Linked DNA regions of Mus musculus: region 2 is linked to region 1. A link is a contact called in public Hi-C data. All regions are on one chromosome and are shown on one strand. Each heading gives the region's core, a stretch centred on a gene start, on an enhancer-like site or on the middle of the called end of the contact. The rest is flanking DNA. Distances are from core to core; before and after follow the strand shown. Region 1 holds the start of Rnf113a1 (ring finger protein 113A1). Region 2 holds the start of Zbtb33 (zinc finger and BTB domain containing 33).

The links. A called contact is a pair of places that touch in the nucleus more often than the background predicts.
Region 2: a contact with region 1 is called in a Hi-C map of CD8 T cells, with 3 times the contacts expected there. The contact joins the promoter of Zbtb33 here to the promoter of Rnf113a1 in region 1. A contact is called at or near these places in 2 of 39 promoter capture datasets (hippocampal neurons and pre-B cells) and 1 of 484 Hi-C or Micro-C datasets (CD8 T cells).

What each region holds. Positions count from the first base shown.
Region 1 is chrX:37,185,417-37,192,548 of GRCm38.p6, reverse strand. Rnf113a1 (ring finger protein 113A1) reads right to left here and starts at 1,327. Exons shown (of 1, transcript NM_153503.2): 1 at 82-1,327. The coding sequence starts at 1,157. The coding sequence ends at 132. It overlaps Ndufa1 (NADH:ubiquinone oxidoreductase subunit A1), which reads left to right and starts at 1,311. Exons shown (of 3, transcript NM_019443.2): 1 at 1,311-1,560; 2 at 2,586-2,675; 3 at 4,808-4,961. The coding sequence starts at 1,459. The coding sequence ends at 4,828.
Region 2 is chrX:38,186,041-38,192,633 of GRCm38.p6, reverse strand. Zbtb33 (zinc finger and BTB domain containing 33) reads right to left here and starts at 2,841. Exons shown (of 2, transcript NM_020256.2): 1 at 2,552-2,841; 2 at 1-419. The coding sequence starts at 417.

The sequences.
Region 1 (7,132 bases), core at 78-2,577:
ATCTTGAAGCTTTTCCTCTGGAGCCCTACTCCATCGCCTACCTTCTCTGCCACTTCCCTTTAGAAAGAAAGAAAGAAAAGATTTTAAGAAACAACAAAACATTTATTTTGAGACTGAGAATTATGGAAAGTCTAAATAATGGAAACTGGACTCTCCTCTATGTCTTCTAGAGAATCAGAAACACCACCCTCTGCTTCAGCTCGATGCTTTCCCAGTTTAGCAATCAGTTCTTTGGCTGGATTAAAGACGCCATTGGTCTGCTGGTCACAGACATAGCAGCGTGAGGTGGTACGGAAATGCTGCAATGCACAGCGCTCGCAGAAATAATGCCTACACTTGGTGACAACTGGATTTTGGAAGGTCTGGCGACAGATGAAACACTTGAATGGTATTTCCTCATCATCGCTTCCCACTTCGTAGTTTTCGTCCTCATAGACACCATAGCGACCCTCATCAAGCTCACGTTCGATCTGCCACCCGTGCTTGTAATCTGAACGATCATGGAGGAATTTGCAGCTGTCCCCGAAGCCGCAGAAACCAGTCTCCTTGTAGTCCTTACAGATATCGGGCTGGTAATCCCAGCGCACGGTGGCACGTAGATGCTCAGGAGCTCGGATAGGGCCTTTCCTCACCATCCCGGAGGAAGCATTGCCCATGGATGTATCCTTGGGCTTCACGTACTTCTGATAATTATTGATTCCCCGATAGATCTTGTCATCTTCCTTGCCCCTCAGCTCCTCCTGGATCTTCTGGCTCCGCTCAAAGATGGACTGTGCATCTCGATCCTTCTCAGTGTCCAGTTCGTAGACGGCGGTCGCCCCCATATCCTCGGGCCCCACGGGTTTTGCCGAACGGGTAGACTTGTAGACGACGCCGAGACCCTCCGGTTCATTCTCGTCCTCGCTACTCAAGCCGCCATAGGTTGCCTTCTGTTTAGCGCTGCCACGCGTCTTCTGGATCATCGGATTGTGGGTCGCTTGCTTCTTCTCCGGGCGGACCACAGAGCTGCCTTCATCACTGCTGCTGCAGCTGTCCCCGGAGCCTGCATCACAGAGCCGGCGCTTTCGGCGGCCCGCCGCTCCTTTCCGCCCAGGCTTTTTGAAGAGGAACGTGCACACCTGACGGGTAGAATTCCCGGGAGAAAGTTGCTCCGCCATTTAGAGATCCCCAAGTTCTGAAACTGCCGCGACGTCCGGGACCGCTTCGCGTCGTCACACTCCGTGGTGGTCTCTGATGCAGCGGATCAGATAGGAGGAGTAGGACGACAGAAAGAATCCTGTCCGGGAACGCTTGCTGGACCGCGAACGCCAGTCACTTTTGGGCCCCCACAGCCACCGTCGCTTCCTCCTCCGGAGCCGTACGGGGCACCGCCCCTCCCGCGTGCTGCCGGAAGAGAGGTAAAGCCGGGTCACCTCTGAGGAGCCGGTGACGGGTTGGCGTGCGAGTAACGGTGCGGAGATGTGGTTCGAGATTCTCCCTGGCCTCGCCATTATGGGGGTGTGCTTGGTCATCCCCGGGGTGTCCACTGCGTACATCCACAAATTCACCAACGGGGGCAAGGTAAGGCGGCCGACTCGGCCGCGGGTGGGGGACGGTGGGGGACGGGGGCCATTTATGGTGGGGGACGGTGGCCGTTTGGATGCGCCTTCGCTCTGTGAAGAAGAAGCCATCTAAGGGGGATCCTCCTCTTAATGTTGCCTGAACGCGGAGACTTGGGATTCCACCTTTTAACTTTAGTAAAACATAGCCAGTTTGAGGGCTGAGGAGGAGTGGCCCAAAAGGCAAAATCTATTCGGCAGTTAGCAAGGTAGATGACAAGAGTTGGGCCCTGGTTCCTAGGCAGAGGGAGAAAGGTGTTAGTCATGTCCCCGCTCCTTCCCATCGTTCATCTCCTTGCGGACACTGTTTAATTGATTTTGGTGGATGTATTTGTGCCTTTGAGTGCAGGAGCCCGCGGAGATCAAGAGAGGTCCCCGGGTCTCTTGGAACTAGTAGTTAAAGGAGGCTAGGAGGCAGCAGAAGTGGGTGCCACGAATCCAGTCCACTGCAGGAGCAAAGAGCAGTCAAGTCCAGGAAAGCTGGTACTACTACAGTGAAGCCCCGTCTCAAAAAAAAAAAAAAAAAAAAAGAAGTAGTTGAGAGGGGGAGGAGGATAAAGGAAAAAAATCAGTGGTGTTGGTCCCCTCCCCCAACTCAAAAAGGGAGAAGGCTGAGAAGTCAGTTGCCATCATGGTCTGGTTTCATTTAGGAGATTTTGGCTTTGTATTAGTCATTTAGCTTTTGTTTTAACTTTGTCAAGATTTACTATCTATGTATGTGTCTGCTGCTGTCTGTGTGCACCCATGAAGAGTAGAAGAGGGTATTGAATCTCTCCTGGACTTGCAGTTATGACCCCTCCCCCCCCCAAATAAAATCCAACCAACTTGGTGCTGGGAAGCCAGTTGAGCACCCAAGAATAGCAGGCAGGTACCCTTCCCCTCTGAGCTATCTCTTCAGCCTCTAGTATGTCATTTAAGAAAAATTGTGGGGTATATCTTTTTACTGGGTCACTTATATTTATAAACTGCCTTGTCCTTTATTTAAAGGAAAAACGAGTTGCTCGTGTTCAGTACCAGTGGTATCTGATGGAACGCGATAGACGTATCTCTGGAGTCAATCGCTACTATGTGTCCAAGGTAAGATGACTAAAAGAATTGTGGTGGCTTCTGGTAATGCCTTGCCTAAGGTCATACAGGGCTCATTTACTTTGCATGGTTTTTACTAGTGTGGTATACAAACTTTATATATATATATATATATATATATATATACACATACATACATATATAGATAGATGCTCAGTGTATGTGGTGTGCATGCATACATGTGTGTGTGCACTTGTTCATGCATGTGCATATGGAGGGCACACCCATTTATTTACTTGGTTGGTTGATTTGTAATTGAGACAGGGTCTTAATATTTAGCCTTTGCTTGCCTGGAATCCGCTATGTAGACTAAGCTGGCCTTGAAGTCATAAATTGGCCTACCTCTGGCTCCTGAGTGCTGGAATGAAATGTGTGCACTAGCAGGCCTAGGAACTTATTTATTTTTAAATTTGTCTTTAGTTCTATGCAGGCTCCATGGTACAAATGTGGAGGTCAGAAGACAGCTTGTGGGAGTGCCTTATTTAGAGAAGTGATAGAGCTGCCTTGGCAGCGTGTGCTTGTAATGCTAACCCCTGGAAGGCTAAGGCAGGGGGAATCTGTGAGTTTGAGGCTAACTTGGGCCACGTAGTAAGATACTGTCTCATCAAACAAAGCATAAAAAAGAATTAATGTAGTTTGATATGTTTGTGTGTGGTTTGAGTTGGTGAGTGCAGGCTATGCGTGGAGGTCAGAGGACAGAGGACAATCTGAAGGCAGTCACTTCTGGATCTGGGAACCCTTGTAGGATCTGGGAATCAAACTCAGGTTGACAAGTCTGCATGCAAAGCCATTTCTCTGCCTCTCACCCTCATAATTCTTTAAGTTTCATAAATCACTTAATAGCTGCTCCTACCTCATGGATACCCCACAGTGAACCTAGGTAAATTTTGTGCTCGTTTTCTAGATAGGAAAACATGGATAGAGCATGGGGCTCAGTTCGGTGCTGTGTGAGAATCCATCTCATGTACATGAGGGGAGATTAAGTAGCTGCCTTGTAAAAAGCCTGTGCCTCGCTGTTCCATGCTTTCATTTACCCTATGGTATTTTCATACCTGGAAGGAATGCCATTACTTATCTCTAGTAGAGTCTTAAGCTTTTGGTTGTGAGTGAGGTTTTTTGGAGAGGGGACTATTGCTTTTGTTTGAAGGCAGGCACTTGTTACATAAGCCTGGCTGGTCTGGAGCTTGCTGTGTAGCCTACAGCAGCCTTGAACTCAGAGCAAACTTCCTGCCCTTGCCTCTAGTAGCCGAAAACTTGCCTCCTGAATACTCACTGGGATTAGGATTACAGATGTGCAATACTATGTCCACTTTAGATCTTTGGATGTTTACGGGCAAAGGTTTTGGAGTTAGGATACTTTGGCTCTGCTGCTACTTGACTGACTTAAGGAAGTGATTTTTGTCTTCTTGAGACAGAATCTAACAGTTTCTAACTTCTTTGGTTCTTACTTCTTCTCTATTTCATCACCTTCTGAAGACGTTGACTGATTCGGTGTTCACCTTGTGTTCAGTGCTGTTGTGTGAGACAGTTTACTGTTTGGCCCTCTGATCCATGGTAGGGGCTGTGTATGAGGGCCCAGGAGGTAAATAATTACTTGACTGTAGTTCCAGTTAGAGTGAAGGGAAGGTCTTTTCATATATAATAATATGTTTGCTGCTGTCAGGAAACGAACAGGTACAGTGGTGCATCCCATAATCCTAGCATTTGGGAGGTGGAGGCAGGAGTTCACCTTTGGTACATAGGGAGTTTAAGGCCAACTTTGATTATATGAGACCTTGTCAAAAAGCAACAACAACAACAACAAAAACACGAGACATGATGTAGTGTCACACACCTTTAATCCTAACATTCTAGGGGCAGAGGCAAGTAAATCTCTGAGTTTGAGGCCAACCAGGCCTATGGAGTAAGAACCTGTCTGGGGTCGGGGGCGACGTCATTTAGTGGCCATTCTTTAATGATTATGAAGTCAATTTAGTTTCTGTTGTTGCAGTTAGAGAATTGTGGGATGTGAAATCGCTTGTTTTAATAACAGAATGCCATTCTGTGACACTGGAAATTAAACAGCATGCTACATTTTGATGGGAACAGAATCCTCACATTCTCCTTTTCATACTGTTTTACAGGGCCTGGAAAACATTGACTAAGGAAGCATTTTCCTGGCTGATTAAAAGAAATTACTCAGCTATGGTCATCTGTTCCTGTTAGAAGGCTATGCAGCATATTATATACTATGCGCATGTTATGAAATGCATAATAAAAAATTTTAAAAAATCTAAAGTCATTTTTATTTTTATGAAGTAAAGTAAGGGTTTAATAAAGATAATTTGATATAGGCATAAACATGAGGGTTAAGAGAAAAATAGAGGCACTCTGAAGAAACGAAGACACATCTGAGAGTGTGGGTGTAGACTTCTCAAAGAGTCTTCTTTTTTCTGTTACAATAGTCATATATAAGATTTTGGTAGGTGTCTTAGGGTTACTGTTGGTTTTATGAGACACCCTGACCAAAGGTTACTTGAAGAGGAAAGGTTTTATTCCACTCACAGTTCCATATAACAGTTCATCAAAAGCAGTGAGGGCAGGAGGCAGGGGCTGATACCAAGTCCATTGGAGGAGTGCTACTTCCTGGGTTACTCTCCATGGCCTGCTCAGCCCATTCCCTTATTGAACCCAAGACTACCAGCCCATGGTGGCACCATCCATGATAGGCTGTCTCCTCCCCATAAATCACTAATAAAATGCCCTACGGGCTTGCCTACAGTTCAGTCTTGCAGAGACATTTTTCTCAATTGAGGCTCTCTAATGACTCCAGCCTGAGTCAAGTCAGCATAAAGCTAGGGTACAGTAGGGTTTGAAGTTGCTATCTTTAAAGGTTGCAAGAAACATAAATGATAACATATCTGGGGGGATTGTCATCCAGATTACAGTGGTAAGGTAAAAGTCTAGGTAGGCGATTTTCACTCTGAATGTTAATTGTCTTATTTGAGATTTCTAGAAAATGTTCAGTCCCTACTCAAGGCCCTACACATTTAGGCCTTAAACCTGGTTCATTGCTATCTTAACATATCTAGATATAAAGGAATTTTCTTTTTATTATTATTATTTGTTTCTCATTACAGATGGTTGTGAGCCACCATGTGGTTGCTGGGATTTGAGCTCATGACCTCCAGAAGAGCAGTTAGTGCTCTTACCCGCTGAGCCATCTCACCAGCCCAGGAATATTATTATTAATGTTGACAACTTTTACAGCAAGTTATTAATTGTGCTGCAGTTCTTCTCAACTGGAGAGAGGCTTCAGTCAGACTCCAGGGGGAGGGGTTTCTTTCCTATGTCCCTATAATTGTCCCTTTCTATCCTGCCTCATGTTCCTACTCTGAAATGTTGATCCCTTAAGGGTTGCAAAGGGCTGGAAACTTCTGAGGCTTCTATGTTGAGCAAGGACCTAGACCTTACCTTTCGAGGGATCAAAAGGATCAATAGGAGTTGCACCAGTTTTCAGCGTCACAACGATGGGGGGCACCATCTTTGTCTCTCTCATACCCCCAGTCTCTGCCCAGGCTTGAGGATATCTCTCTAACCAGGTCCCTTCTAGTACTTTTCTTGATGGGGCTTGAGGCTCATGTAATCTATATTCTTCTTCTAATTTTAAAGCTAAAATTATAGAGATAGGGGCTTGCCAAGAGATTGGAGTTCCTTCCAAAGAGAAGCTTATTTGGGCTTTTACTTTTGATAGTAAGTCTCTCCCTAACAGTGGGGTGGGGCATTCAGGAATGACGAGGAAGGAATGAGTTACTTGGCTTCTTGAATCAACTTTCTTATCAGTGGTCTAAGAGTATGGTTTCTGACCAGTAGCCCCAATTACTACAGTTTTATTTTTTTGTTCCTCAATTTCCCCAGTGGCTCTTTCAGGACTGAAAACTCTGCTCTGGTATCAACAAGGAAATCCGTGGGGGTCCCCTCCACAGTTAGGGTTACCCTAGGCTCGGGGAGGGGGTCTGAGCCCCGGCTCCACTAGTCCTCATCCTCTAGGGTAAGGACCTTGGGCGGTCTGGTATCTGTCTCTTTCTTGGGGCAGTCTCTTGCCCAGTGTCCCTTTTCTTTACAGTATGCACATTGGTCCTTACCTAGAGGTGGTCGTGAAGGTCCTCTGGAGTTTTGAGGTCTTCACGCCCCTGTGGTGCCCAGGTACCCTGTCTGCCTACTTCTTCCACCTTTTCTATAAACTTCCTTATCACCTGCAATTGTAGCCAAAACCCTAGTTAAATTTCTTTCCAGCCTTCTATCTCATCTACTTTCTCTTTCCTCAGCCTCTCTCTTTTCTCTTTCTCTTTTTTCTTCTTCAGTCTCTCTCTTATAGTACACTTTCTCTGCCTCCTTAACCAGATCTTATAAAGATAATGTTTGCAGACTCTCTAGATGCTGTAACCTTCTGCTAATGTCAGAAGCAG
Region 2 (6,593 bases), core at 1,592-4,091, 1.0 Mb before region 1:
AGGTAAGGTCTCAGCAGTACCATCCTGTTCTGTACCTGATATGCTTTTAACCTGTGACAGTGGGACACCAAGCTCTGCTATAAATTTCACGCCTAGTAACTGCCCTGATTTAATTAACTCGTCAAGCAAATCTGCTCTAACACGGACAACTTTGGAACTGTAGATATAGTTCAGAATTTCTGCAAAAATCTCAGCTCTTATAAAGCTTAGTTCAACAACTTGCCCAGCAACTGAGAAGAGCTGATGGAAGTATGTACTCGAGGCTGAAAGGATGTTCCTATGGGCCCGGAATTTTCGGTCTTCCACAATAACAGTAACATCACAAAAGAGACCATGGCCACGCTGTTCATTCAAGGAGTTCAGCAGACTGGCAGAGTACTGAATGTCTGTAGCAGAAATCAGTTTTCTACTCTCCATGCCTATAAGGGAAAGAGAAGAGGGAAAGAGGGGAGGATTAGGGAGGGAAAAACCCCAAAGTACCTGACTATTCGAAATGTGAGGCATAGGTATGGTAAACAGTTTACATTTTAGTCAATATTTGGTGTAAATCTTGACCTTTAAACATGCTCTTACATACACTAGCTTTTGACTGTGTGTCAAATCTTAGGACTTACTCTGAGAAATGTCAAGAAACTTTGAAATTGCCATGCAGATCTGAACAATAATCTCCTTGGTCGCCTTCCTTTGAAATTCAGGAAAATGCATTTCCACTAATCACCCTTTTAAACTTAGAATTCACTTTCCTAGTCCCAACTTTACTTCATTTTTCCTCAAGAGATAAGAATTTTTCATTTTAAGAAAAATCTTCACCATTAAGCATATGAATTACTTCTTCAAATGCCAGAAAAGTTTAGTGTGTTTAATATTTAGTCTGAAATTTATACCCTTCAACTTCACCTCTAATCTTATTAGTTACATCCTATTCAAAAGTTCACCCTCACAGCCAAGGCCAATTACGGACACTGACAATTAGCGCCTCACAATTTCCCATTATTTCTACCTACCCCTTATCCTTCTATTCTGCCTTGCACTTTGTAGAGATGCAGCGTTAGACAGAGTGCCAAGTGAAGTCAACACATACTCTAGTGAAGAAACAAACAGAAAGGGAGAGCGCCCCTCCTCGGTGCCTATTTACATAAAAACTGCAAACATATGTTGTTGGTAAAGAATGATGTTCACTTGTAGAAGACCCAGTTCTCTTCAAAGGAGTCAGTGCAAGCAAAAACAGTAACTAGTTACAACAGAGAAGCAGGCAACTGTTGCTGCTGTGGGACACTCCAAACACTTTCTTTTGGCATTTCACGGAAGCTATTGAGTTCAGAGTGCATCTGAAGTGCAAAGGACCCATATGCATATTAAAATACTTATAAGCACAAAACACATGTTATACAAATATTATATATTAACCATTCCTTGCTAAGTACATTTGGTAGAGAATTATTTTATTAATAAGTTACTAAAGAATGTCACTGTCACCTGGTACTTACACACACACACACAAACACACACACACACACACACACACACACACACACATGCTCACATATAAACACACAAGGGAGGCATGAGTATCTCTGTATTTAAAACATCATAACTTTAAAAGTCTAAAAGCCAAAAATTAAAACCATGTTAGCTACTCCATTTTAACAGCACCAAGGAATTACAGGCAATCACAAAGGCATTCATCACAAAGTGTGACCTTTAGACAATCTGCCAACAATCCAAAACATGAAGGTTTCAACAGAAACCACTTTCAAGTGGAGAGATTTCTGTATATGGCCACATGATTTTTATAATTGGAAAATAAGGGTTTTTTTTTTCCAACATGGGAATGATTCAAATGTAGGTGTCTAGGTGATACTGGGACCTGGTTTCATTTTGATTAGGTATCCAGCTGGTCAGGGTTAGCCCAGGATCACCCCAAGTGGGTCTCAAACCTTTCCTCCCCAGAGATTTGCGACCTGCCTACGGAAAAGGCATCTCATAGCATTGTGTAACACATCTTTGGTTGTTGGCTGGTTTAGAAGGCTGGTGACAGTAGGGAAGAGAAAAATGCCACGGGCCAGAGGGGGGGAAACAAACCAACACTACAGGGCTCCCTGCAGCTGTTGTCCATCTCTCCCTCTTCCACCATCTCCCTCTTCTTCCTTTGAACTTTGGTGCAACTGAGCTTTTAAACGTCAATTCACGTGAAAACACAAACAGGGATGGCGATGCAAACAGCAGAACGAAGGCAGGGGGGTTGAGGGGTGTTGAAGAAAGTAGGCCTAGCTCCTAAGGGTACTCTGTTGGGGGTAGCGGGCCATGCGAAGCCGGAAGCATTGTTGTGTCCAAAGAAGGATCTAAAGAGGAGGATGGGCCCCATAGTAAAGCTCAATCAAACTAGTAGGGAGGTGGGAAAAGAGCCCCCTTCCCCGCCCCCCAAAGCGGACGAATGGAGAGGGAGAAAGCCAAGTGGGTACTTGGCGGCGTCCCCCACGCCCTAAGGCTTATGCAAGGGTACCGGGTGCCTCTGGCACTGGACAGAGAAGGGGACCACGCCGCGCCTTACCGGTTCTCTTGGTAGAGCTCCGGGACCCACACAAAGAAAGAGCAGAGGAGCCAAGGCCTCGGGCTCCGCTGCTTCCTGGTTCAAGCGAGGCGGCCGCAAGCGTAGGCGCGGCCAGGGCATGGAAGGCGTAGGCGGGCTCCGTCTCCCGGGCCCGGTGCCCAGCCCACTCCTCACCTGCTCCGCGGCGGCCGCTTTCTCCTCCTCGGGGCCGAGGCAGGGTCAGAGTCCTACCCCAAGCAGCCGGACTCCGCAGCGCCGCTGCTGCCGCTTTAAATGTCGCTCCAGTTTCCGCCGACGTCAAAGCGGCTTCCACGGACGCGGCTCGGGCGCCGGGCTCCGCCGACAGAGGGCGCAGCGTGGGAGGCGTGGCTTCCTCGCCTTCCTCTTCCGAGAGCAGCCCGGGGTTGTCCGGAAGAGCGCGAAGCCCGCCTTCGGCTCTTTCCGTGACTGCGAAGCATTTTTCTAAGTGTTCTGTGATTCTCTTAAGAGCTCGGCTCCGTGAGACAGACAAAGATCCGATGACACTGTTAGGAGTGGCAGGGAGGCTAGTCTTGTTTGTTCAAACTCCCTTAAGTCCCGAGGGCTTAAAAATGTTCAGAGGTTGTATAAATTCCAGTTCTTTTGCATGTTTGAAGTCTGCCCTGTTAGCCTGTTGCTTGGATAACAAGCCACCTTGAATACAATCTGCATACTAAAATTTAACTCATACTAATTCAAATTGTAGGATAACAAGAAAACCACATTACACTGTCTACTTTTAAGAAGAAACCTGTGTTCTGATAACTCTTGTTAATCGAATGTTAAATGGTGCATGCAATATCTTGTTAACTGCATATCTATTAACATAGAGATCACATTTGATCTGCAGCAAATATACTCCAGGCCCTGTGGGATAGAAAAGCAGATAAGACAAGTTTCTCTCATTTCAGAGGGCTCGGCAGGTACATACACACGAATAAAAGTATTTTAAAAGTATAGAACTACAGAGAAGGAATAACAAACCAAATAGTGTCAAATGAGCCCTACCTTGAAAGGCAATAATATTTGTATTGTTTATCATTATTTTTTAAAATATTTTTTATTATGTATTTTCCTCAATTACATTTCCAATGCTAGCCCAAAAGTCCCACACACACCCCCCCACTCCCCTACCCACCCAGTCCCACTTTTTGGCCCTGGCGTTCCCCTGTACTGGGGCATATAAAGTTTGCATGTCCAATGGGCCTCTCTTTCTAGTGACGGCGACTAGGCCATCTTTTGATACATATGCAGCTAGAGTCAAGAGCTCCAGGGTACTGGTTAGTTCATAATGTTGTTGCACCTACAGGGTTGCAGATCTCTTTAGCTCCTTGGATACTTTCTCTAGCTCCTCCATTGGGGGCCCTGTGATCCATCCAATAGCTGACTGTGAGCATCCACTTCCGTGTTTGCTAGGCCCCGGCATAGTCTCACAAGGGACAGCTATATGAGGGTCCTTTCAGCAAACTCTTGCTAGTGTATGCAATGGTGTCATCGTTTGGAGGCTGATTATGGGATGGATCCCTGGATATGGCAGTCTCTAGATGGTCCATCCTTTTGTCTCAGCTCCAAACTTCGTCTATATAACTCCTTCCATGGGTGATTGTTCCCAATTCTAAGGGGCAAAGTGTCCACACTTTGGTCTTCATTCTTCTTCAGTTTCATGTGTTTTGCAAATTGTATCTTATATCTTGGGTATACTAAGTTTCTGGGCTAATATCTACTTATCAGTGAGTACATATCATTTGAGTTCTTTTGTGATTGTGTTACCTCACTCAGGATGATGCCCTCCAGGTCCATCCATTTGGCTAGGAATTTCATAAATTCATTCTTTTTAATAGCTGAGTAGTATTCCATTGTGTAAATGTACCACATTTTCTGTATCCATTCCTCTGTCGAGGGGCATCTGGGTTCTTTCCAGCTTCTGGCTATTATAAATAAGGCTGCTATGAACATAGTGGAGCATGTGTCTTTCTTACCAGTTGGAACATCTTCTGGATATATGCCCAGAAGAGGTATTGTGGGATCCTCCGGTAGTACTATGTCCAATTTTCTGAGGAACCACCAGACTGATTTCCAGAGTGGTTGTACAAGATTGCAATCCCACCAACAATGGAGGAGTGTTCCTCTTTCTCCACATCCTCGCCAGCATCTGCTGTCACCTGAATTTTTGATCTTAGCCATTCTGACTGGTGAGAGATGGAATCTCAGGGTTGTTTTGATTTGCATTTCTCTGATGATTAAGGATGCTGAACATTTTTTCAGGTGCTTCTCAGCCATTCAGTATTCCTCAGGTGAGAATTCTTTGTTTAGCTCTGTGCCCCATTTTTTAATGGGGTTATTTGATTTTCTGGAGTCCACTCTCTTCAGTTCTTTATATATATTGGATATTAGTCCCCTATCTGATTTAGGATAGGTAAAGATCCTTTCCCAATCTGTTGGTGGCCTTTTTGTCTTATTGACAGTATCTTTTGCCTTGCAGAAGCTTTGCAGTTTCATGAGGTCCCATTTGTCGATTCTCAATCTTACAGCACAAGCCATTGCTGTTCTATTCAGGAATTTTCCCCCTGTGCCCATATCTTCGAGGCTTTCCCCCACTTTCTCCTCTATAAGTTTCAGTGTCTCTGATCCACTTAGATTTGACCTTAGTACAAGGAGATAGGAATGGATCGATTCGCATTTTTCTACATGATAACCACCAGTTGTGCCAGCACCATTTGTTGAAAATGCTGTTTTTCTTCCACTGGATGATTTTAGCTCCTTTGTCGAAGATCAAGTGACCATAGGTGTGTGGGTTCATTTCTGGGTCTTCAATTCTATTCCATTGGTCTACTTGTCTGTCACTATACCAGTACCATGCAGTTTTTTATCACAATTGCCCTGTAGTAAAGCTTTAGGTCAGGCATGGTGATTGCCTATAAGACCAGACCTTGGTAGGCTGAGTCAGGAAGATTATAAGTTAGAGGCCAGTCTGGGTTCTAAATTTTGAACTCAGGTTGTAAAAGGCTTTTCATCCTTTATCTACTGAGCCAACTTGTCACACTCAGAGTTATTATGAGAAATATTTATATTAAAACAGTATTTATATATATTAAAATTATTTGTTCGGGGCTGGAGAGATGGCTCAGCAGTTAATAGCACTGACTGCTCTTCTGAAGGTCCTGAGTTTAAATCCCAGCAACCACATGGTGGCTCACAACCATCCGTAACAAGATCTGGCACTCTTTTCTGGAGTGTTGGAAGACAGCTACAGTGTACTTACATATAATAAATAAATAAATAAATAAATAGATAAATAAATTGTTCTTTATTTGAAATACTCTATTTTCATTTGTTTGATTTTGTAAATTTGAACTACTATATTTTCTTTTGTGGAATCCTATAAACCCAAAATAAACACATTGTTGGTTACAAAGTATCCTCCAAATTTGTGTAAGAAATATTCTTACCATTTTGTCCTTTTTCTCTTTTCTTATTAAAAATTTCCTTTTCATTCAGATAGATACAGGAAAGTATGTGACTTTATGTGTGCTATTGCTATATAATGTATATATTCACACAACTGTGCATATTTTATGAACATGCATGTGACACAGCATGAGCCCAGTAAGTGTCCACAGTAGGCATCCACATGGTACAAGAGACAGCCATCATCCAATATTACAAAATAAATAATATACACTCACAGAAAATGTCTGCAACATAAATAGAACTGCTACAGCCACTGTGTGAAGTGTTCACTTCACATATGGCCCAGCCTCTTGTCCTTCAGGTATTATAAGCATTGGAGGCTGAACAAATCGTGGTCTCTGATTCAGTTTAGACCTAGCAAGCTAAATGGGAGAATGAAGAGCTGAGTGGATTGGATGCAATGGCAGCCTATTTACACCTATGCACATATACCTTGCCCCTGGCTGGAGGGCTCAGGAACCTGGGCAAGACTTACCAAAATACTTGCAGTGTTTATTGTAACTTTGTGTGATTCTACAAGATGCTTGAGCCATCAGAGCATCACCTGGTGAGT